Linked DNA regions of Zea mays: region 2 is linked to region 1. A link is a contact called in public Hi-C data. All regions are on one chromosome and are shown on one strand. Each heading gives the region's core, a stretch centred on a gene start, on an enhancer-like site or on the middle of the called end of the contact. The rest is flanking DNA. Distances are from core to core; before and after follow the strand shown. Region 1 holds the start of LOC100193361 (Mediator of RNA polymerase II transcription subunit 23). Region 2 holds the start of LOC103630552 (ethylene-responsive transcription factor 12).

Region 1 (4,170 bases), core at 1,159-3,658:
CAAACTCTAGCGTGCGCTGATGCCCCGTGGGAAGCTAGATGTCACGTTACGGAGGTCTGCTACCGAAAATTTCTGGACCTTGGCATTGTAAAATTTCTCTCTTGTCTCAGGCACTAGCTGGAAAATTTTCGCTTTAGTTCCTCTATTTGAGCTAATGGAAATCGCCGTTGATGCCCTCTTCGCCGCCCGGACGAGTGGTCTTCATCGTGCCCACAATCGCTGTCTCGACTCCCCCCGATCGCCATCTAATAAGCAGGACGCTGTGCTGAGCTGCCGGTCTCTGTTGTCAAGAACCTGTAACCATTTAATTGCAAGGGAAAATAACAGAGGATCAATTCCGATGCTTTGCAGACCTGTTGGCTGTTGGTCCACCCTGTGTTGCATATACACCAGGCCAGGGCGCTCGGAACATGGGCAAGTAGTATCGGCTCCACTGACATATTGCAACTCTGTGGCCACTCATCAGCAGGCGATTAAAAGAGACAGCAAACCATGCTGGACTACACATTCCGCAGACATCCAACACAATTGAGAGCTATACGACAGACAGCATAGAACCGACATCCTCATGTTCATACACAGAATGTTATGTGTCACACAAAACACTGTGACAAAGAAAGTTCATACGCAGGGCAGCTCTCCAGACACACGTGGCAGAAAACAAGGTTTTCTGAAGGCTGGAGCTGGGCTACAGAAGAGGAAAGCGTGATCACTGCTCCGCCACATCTGCCAGTTTGGTTCCACCATCAGCTTTCTCCCCCTTCCACCCTAGTCCAGGATGCGACGGCGCCGCTTTCTCGCCCTCGAAACCACGGGCATCCCGCAGCGAGGCCTCAAAATCGGTGGAATCAATTGCCGTCGGGAGGAGGCTGCCAATGTCATCCTTCGCTCCGAACCCGCCAGCCCGTATGACGTCCTCCGTAGAGATGGCAGCTTCCATGTTCACATGAGCTGCTGCATGGCCATTCAACGGACCGGTGTTCGTGTTTCCATCGTCTGAATCTGGAAACGTGTTCAAGGGCTCCTGGCCTTGGCTCGGAACACTGTTTGTCACTGCGTCTGGGTTCTTTTGTTGGGCTTGCTGTTCGTTGCTAAAGCTCTTTCCATCCATGCCTGCAATGAATTGGTAGATGTGAGGTTCCTAGGCAAGACACACAGGAGCAAAACGCTTACTTTTGGAACACAGAAATTTCACAGGGATCAGTTAAATCACTGGAAAAATGAAGGAAAAGGAAAATTTCCCACGTTCCAAAGGAATGTGAATAAAGGAGCATCCAACTGCTAGCAATTTCCAGCAGCTCCCTATCCCACTCCCTATCTCAGTCCCCATTTCAAACTCCACTCTGTAAACAGTGCATCTACAACGCAAAACAATGTTTTGCACGCTATTGCTGGAGTTGGCCTAAGTGACGTTGTGTATACATCATATTATCATTGAATCCTAGGAGGAGTGCCGTATAAACAAAAGAAACTAGCTCCTTCAAGAACAATAAAACTAAAACCCTCTCCACAGCAAGGTCAAAGTACACAGTTAGATAACCGCTGGCTATCCAATATATCGACTGGAGTATGGTTTTCATTGTAAGGAGACAGTTCCATTTTTTTCTCACGCGATCTGAACATTCAACCAGTTAAAGTACAACAAGAAATTCCTAGCTTATTGTGAATCAAAACTGTGATAATCGTCCACTACACATTGAGGTGAAAGTGAAACTGAAAACAAACATTGCCCATAAACTTCAATCCTAGAAAGCTGAAGAGATAAATCATTTACAGCGCATTCAATACTAAACCTAAAAGGAGAGAAATTTCCACTCAGATTATTAACGTGGGTGGTCTGCAGTCTGCACCTACTGTAGACAAATTGTGGGTCAGTACCAATCTATAACAATTCAGCATAAAGCCATTGCAACCACAAAGTTCAGTGAACTTGTGGCTCAGTCGGGATTCAGCGCGAAGTTGTTACAGTCTCGACTAGAACAGTGTTAGTGTATTACACACCCAATGCACTCTCCTACTCCACCAATCGCCAAGACGCTGTAATAACAGAACAGATTTGCCACTATCCGTCCAAACAAACCCAACCTTTCCCCTTCTAACTTTCTAAGCAACAGACATCGAGAAAACCCCCATGGACCCACCCACCTCCCTATCTCGATTTCCCAGCAAAGCTGCAAATCAGCGCACGCCGGCCGCGTCCAGGAGTCTTGATTTGCAAGAGAGGGATACTCAGGCGACCAAGCAAGATACCCGTCCCTAGTCCACACGAATCACTAGGGCAAGCCACCCGAAGTACGCGGAGAACCCAACATATAGCAAACGCATGATCGCACCTGCCGGGTTGATGAGCAGGCTCAGGAGGAAGATTCAGGAACTTACCTCTGCTCCGCTGCGATCTACGCTTCGACTATGGAATCGTTTCTCTTCGCTCACCGGTGTTGGCCAGGATGTTCTATTGCAGTCACGGACTGCATCGACACGTGCCAAGCGAAGTGGATACATGGCTGGCCCTATGCGACCGCTGAGCCCGATGGGCCACTAGACTGGGCCACGGTTCCTAGCCCAACAGCAGATTCACATCGTGCTCTATGAACAGAACAGAAAAAAAACGCAAATGCATCACTAGTAGAGTACTAGTGGGCTCAACAGCGTAGACAAATGACAAATCCATGACGCCGTGTAACAACATGCAATTTACATACTAACGAGTACTTTCGTTTCTTTCAAAATAAGTGTACATCTTATCTACCAAGAAGTTGAAATTTTAAAGTTTAACAAAAAATATAAAACAATACTATACGTATGAGTTTGTAATAAATAGTATGAGATGAATTAAAAAAATATTTATAGTAAACATAAACTTATTTAAAGAATAAATGTTGATATTATTTTTCTATATAAGATATTAAAAAATAAACAGTAAACGTGACGTGCGGCAGTTTTGCTACTCCAACAAAACGAAGTAGATCAGGGGAATGAAGGATGAGCCTACTACTAAAAGTGAAGAAGCGGGTAAGCCGCCTCCTCCCTAGACCTAGGGGGATCCCGCCGTGAAGTCGACGTGGTAGACCTCGCTCATGTCCGGCTGGAAGAGGCCGAAGTGCTGCTCCACGCCCTCGGCCTTGCCGTTCTCGTTGAACATGGCGAAAAGGTACGTCTCCACGGCCTTCCCTGGCCGGCGCGGGGTACCGCCGCCGACGTGCCGCACCACGTTGTTGTTGTACGCCGCGGCATTCTCCACGGTGGCGCCCTCGCCGCCGGCCGACGGCCAGCCGGTCTCCGACACCACCAGCTCCAGCCCCTGGACCCCGGCTTTCTCCACCGCGGCGTGCGTCGCGTCCACGATAGCGTCGAACATGTTGGTGTAGACCACCCCGGCGTCCGTGACCGACGACGCCGCGCCGGCGTCCGCCGACAGCAGCGCGTACCCGAGCGCCACCTGCCCGCCGCTGCTCGAGTAGGCGAAGTACGGGTATACGTTGACCAGCAGCGGCGCGCCCTTCGACGACAGGTACGAGACGATGGGCGCCATCACCGACGCGGCCGCCTCGGAGAATGCGCCCTGGGACGGCGGGTACGAGGCGCCGAGCACGCTGGTGGCCACGGCCGTGGTGACGGGGACGCCCGTGACCCCCGCGGACCGGAGCGCCGACTCCAGGTTCTGCATGGCCGGGAGCACCCGCGCCGCGGCGTCCCCCGGGATGACCTCGTTGCCGGCGTTGATGTACCGGAACTGGACGGCGCCGGCGAAGGGCTGCACGTTCGTGGCCACCCACGACGCGGCGAAGGACGGGTCGGACGCCAGGCGCGGGAGGTCCTCGTTCAGCGTGCCCAGGACGACGCCGACGCCGGAGCCGCGGAGCGCGTTCAACGCGTCCGTGTCCGGGTGGAAGAGCCGCACGTAGCTGATGTTCTTGGCCTTGTACATGGAGACGACCTGCTCCGGCGCCGGCAGGTTGTTGGCGACCATGCCGTAGTTCACGCCAATCGCGCCTTCAGCTCCTGCGTTATTAGTTTGATGATTGATGGCTCAGGATTAGATTGGATCATCAACTAAAACAAAAAAAAAGTGAATTTTATCTTCAACACGAGTAACCATCAATTCGCACAAAATTGCAAACTCAAAACTGTGCCCACTATGAAATGGTGAAGAAAAACGTAGCAGGTAGT
Region 2 (4,170 bases), core at 990-3,489, 140 kb before region 1:
TTGGAGCGGTTGTGTCCTTGCTGACGTCCCCCTGCTTCCGTAAGAGAGCTGAGAGCCGCCGTCGTCATAGGGCATGCGGGGCGCCATCATTGCCTATCTGGTGGAGACAGCCAGATGGGACTCCGGTATTGTTCTCTACGGCCCGAGTCGGCTCGGGGTAGGGTGATGATGGCGCTTCCTGTTGACGTGGCGGGCCTGTGCCCTAGGTCGGGCGACGTGGAGGCTCCTCCGAAGCCGAGGTCGAGTCTGTTCTTCATGGCCGAGGCCGAGTCCGAGCCCTTGGGTCGGGCGAGGCGGAGGACGTCGGCAGAGGCCAGGGCGGTGTCCGAGCCCTGGGGTCGGGTGAAGCGGAGTTCGTCGTCTTCTGGGGCTGAGCCCGAGTCCGAGCCCTGGGTCGGGCGGAGCGGAGTTCGCCGTCTTCCGGGTCTTAGCCCGAGTCCGAGCCCTGGGTCGGGCGGAGCGGAGTTCGCCGTCTTCCGGGGCTTAGCCCGAGTCCGAGCCCTGGGTCGGGCGGAGCGGAGTTCGCCGTCTTCCGGGGCTGAGCCCGAGTCCGAGCCCTGGGTCGGGCGAAGCTTCCTATGGCGCCTTTGGCAGGGCCTGGCTTCCTGTCAGCATCACTCTGTCAAGTGGTGCTGCAGTCGGAGTGGCGCAGGCGGCGCTGTCCTTCTGTCAGACCGGTCAGTGGAGCGGCGAAGTGACGGCGGTCACTTCGGCTCTGCCGGGGGGCGCGCGTCAGGATAAAGGTGTCAGGCCACCTTTGCGTTAAATGCTCCTGCGACTCGGTCGGTCGGCGCGGCGATTTAGTCAGGGTTGCTTCTTAGCGAAGGAAAAGCCTCGGGCGAGCCGGAGATGTGTCCGCCGTTAAAAGGGGGGCCTCGGGCGAGACGGAAACTTCTCGGGGTCGGCTGCCCTTGCCCGAGGCTCGGGCGAGGCGTGATCGAGTCGCTCGTATGGACTGATCCCTGACTTAATCGCACCCATCAGGCCTCTGCAGCTTTATGCTGATGGGGTTACCAGCTGAGAATTAGGCGTCTTAAGGGTACCCCTAATTATGGTCTCCGACAAGTATGTTTGTTAAAAACTATATTATATTATTAATTTAATGATACTTATTACATATATTTAGTATGAATGTATTTTTGTGTATATATTTGTTGGAATTTAAAATTTGGCCTTGTGGAAAATTAGATGTGTGGTTATCCTGTAAAAAAATTATTTCTTTATATCTTGATTCTCGAATTTCGTATGTAAGTTTTTTTTTAATTTCTATGCCATATTATAATTTCTTATATAAGGTCTTTGGGTAAAAGGTTCATATTAATTTTATGCATTTGTGCGTGAAGACGATCTTATACATATATACGTTTCCTATGTAAAATACCACGCAAAAATATGATTTTGGCTGGTTTTGAATTGAAACCAAGCCCTTTATTTAACTTCTGCAAAATTAAAATCAAGTTAGAAAGTCTAATTAGCCGAAGAAATGCTTGATGGTCAGGTCGGGCTGCAGTGCTGCAATGCAAAGCATGGCGTAGCAAGTTCTGCCAAAGCCTTGAGCTATTGAACGGCACGCCTCTTCCCGATGCAGCGTTCGACAGGCCTCCGTCGCTGCCTCACCATGCAGGAAGGCAGGATGGCAGTCAAGGCCTCGTGCATTCCCAAGGCCCGTCGCTGCCTCTCCGACGAGCGCTGGGTGGGCTGCCGTGCCGTGCGCGTGCCACCCGCTCGGCTCTCGCTGCTGCCGCAGGAGCGGGGTACCAAACGCCCCACCCACCCACCGGCCACCGGATAGGCCGTGGACCGTGGTGTGGTGCCGTTTTCATGGAGCCCGGCCCGAGGGCCCCACCGCCCGTTGAGCGGCGCCGCTGCACACGTACGTCCTCCGCTCCACCCACCGCGAACTGTGCTGCCCCCACACACACGACACGGCATCGCTCGTCCGGCCCACACGTGAACCGCGCGCAGCCGAATCGTGGCCCGGCACGTCGCCTCCCGCTCCCGGGAACGCGGCGGCGTCCCTACCCGCCGCTGGCTGGGCAGTCATGTCTTGGGACCAGCCTCCAGCAGGCCCCATCCGTCATGCACGAGTGGGTTACCTTGGCACCTGCCGCCGAAGGGGACGTGCGGTATCCCTTTGGACAGTCGTGCGGCCGCGCGTGCCGCAGTCCGCAGGCTCGGTACGGCAGGGCGGTGGGGGTGACAGACAGGACGATTGGACGAGGCGTCCATGCTCTGGCAGTGGCAGCCAGCCATTGCGGTAGGGCTGGCGTCACGGCGCCAGTCGCGCGTCGCGCCGGACAAGACCAGTCGCACACTGTCCACAACGAGGACCCGCAAGGCGTCAAATCGCGCGGCGGCTGGTTCATGACGCCGTGAGCCCGCGCCCACGCCCGGTCAGCGACAGCCTCAAAGCCTTGCCCCAGAAACCTACCTCCCCGTTTCACGAGGCGCGGCCATTAGTAAAAGTCCACCGCCATCGTGCGTGAGGGGAGGAGGGGGAGGTGCTCAGGTGAGGCGACCAGGCCAGCGGTATAAAGAGCGAGTTACTACTGCTCCCACCACTGAGCCGTTGCCGTTGCCGTTGCCGAGACCAACGAAAGAGGTGCCCCCTGCCCGCCGGCCCGGCCAACCTCGCGAGAGCGTGCGTGGGGATGCAGCAGATGGAGTGGGACACGAGAGGAGGAGGAGGAGGAGGAGGAGGAGGAGGAGGAGGGCACGGTGGCGCTGTCGGGGACGGTGGGCCGAGAGGAGGAGGCCTCACAGTCGGAGGCGTTGCTGTCGGGGTAGCGGACCAGCAGCGCGTGGAGGCGCACTACCGCGGCGTCCGGAAGCGGCCGTGGGGCCGGTACGCGGCGGAGATCCGCGACCCCTGGAGGAAGACGCGCGTGTGGCTGGGCACCTACGACACGCCCGTCGATGCGGCCATGGCATACGACCGCGCCGCCGTCGCGCTGCGCGGCGCCAAGGCCAGGACCAACTTCGCCGCCGGGCGCGGCTCCCGCGCCACTCCCCCCGTCCAGGCTCGCCCGCTCCCGTACCCCGCGCTGGCGCCGGGCCACTTCGGCGTGCTCGACGGCGCCCGCTCGTCGCCCTGGCACGTCGTCTACCTCCCACCGCCTAGGCTGCACCACGCCGTGGCGCCGCCGATGCCTCTCGTGGCAGTGGCAGGGGACGCCGCCTCGTCGCTGCCGTCCACGGCGCTGGAGCTCCGGACAGGGCCCAAGGCCCTCCCGTTCGACCTCAACGAGCCGCCGTCGCTGCTGTTGGGCTCGCGGTCTCCATAATGGACGTGGAGACGGAGGTGATGGTAGGTCAGTAGTATCGAGTAGGGATCATCGACCATTGAACTAGGTGGTAGGATTGACTAGTGAGGGTAATCAACTGGTGGGAGTGGAGACCATCGCTCCGGTTGTATATATCTACCAGAACCTATTTTAGGAGATCTTGTCTTTCTCGTATTCGTTCATGTTCTTGTTCCCATCTCCTTTTCCACAAGTTCGTTTGGTGTCTCGTCGGCGGCGCGCTTTTTGCTGGGTATTTTGTTTGCTGTGGGGCCTTTTTTTTTCCTTTTCCTTCGAAACATGTGGCTACTTGAGACGAAGATTTGCCTTTGTCGTCTTCGTTCCTATTCTTAAATAGTCAAATTCACCGTCTCCTTTTTCCAAATGGTTTGGTGTCTCGTCGGCAGTGCGCTTTTTGCTGGGTGTTTCGTTTGGAATTTCAGTTTTGAGAATAAAAAACCGCTATGTCAACTTGTACAAAGATAAGTAACAATTATTTTTATAGTTAGATAAAGACATAATTTTGATTTTATAATATAAAGATAAAGTTCAAATTATACAAAATAATTGAATTATCTTAATTAGTTCTATAAAGGTGTTAAATGAAATTATCTTAATATTTAGGCACCTGAAATATGGCACTGAAATACAAGACTCAAATAAAGAAGCGAAAAAACAGAAGGCCCATACATGCTGTTGTTGTGAACTTGTGAGGCGTTTTCCTTCCAAATATGTCGCTATTTAAGACGGAGATATCGCTTGCATGAACCAATTTATACATTTAATTTGCTATATAAGAATATTATTATTTACGATCAGTATTTCTTATTAGATTAACTATGTAATATATTTTTAGATAAATTTACTTCTTAAGAAACCCACATAAATT

What was found. A called contact is a pair of places that touch in the nucleus more often than the background predicts.
Region 2: a contact with region 1 is called in a Hi-C map of bundle sheath, with 3 times the contacts expected there. The contact joins the promoter of LOC103630552 here to the promoter of LOC100193361 in region 1. A contact is called at or near these places in 3 of 25 Hi-C or Micro-C datasets (bundle sheath and leaf).

Annotation. Positions count from the first base shown.
Region 1 is chr6:167,704,326-167,708,495 of Zm-B73-REFERENCE-NAM-5.0, reverse strand. It overlaps LOC100193361 (Mediator of RNA polymerase II transcription subunit 23), which reads right to left and starts at 2,408. Exons shown (of 1, transcript NM_001138493.1): 1 at 515-2,408. The coding sequence starts at 1,111. The coding sequence ends at 710. It overlaps LOC100501744, which reads right to left. Exons shown (of 2, transcript NM_001366933.2): 2 at 2,848-4,002. The coding sequence ends at 3,035. It overlaps LOC100281237 (phosphoglycerate kinase), which reads left to right. Exons shown (of 7, transcript NM_001154156.3): 7 at 1-351. The coding sequence ends at 10.
Region 2 is chr6:167,841,431-167,845,600 of Zm-B73-REFERENCE-NAM-5.0, reverse strand. It overlaps LOC103630552 (ethylene-responsive transcription factor 12), which reads left to right and starts at 2,239. Exons shown (of 1, transcript XM_008651603.4): 1 at 2,239-3,527. The coding sequence starts at 2,652. The coding sequence ends at 3,284.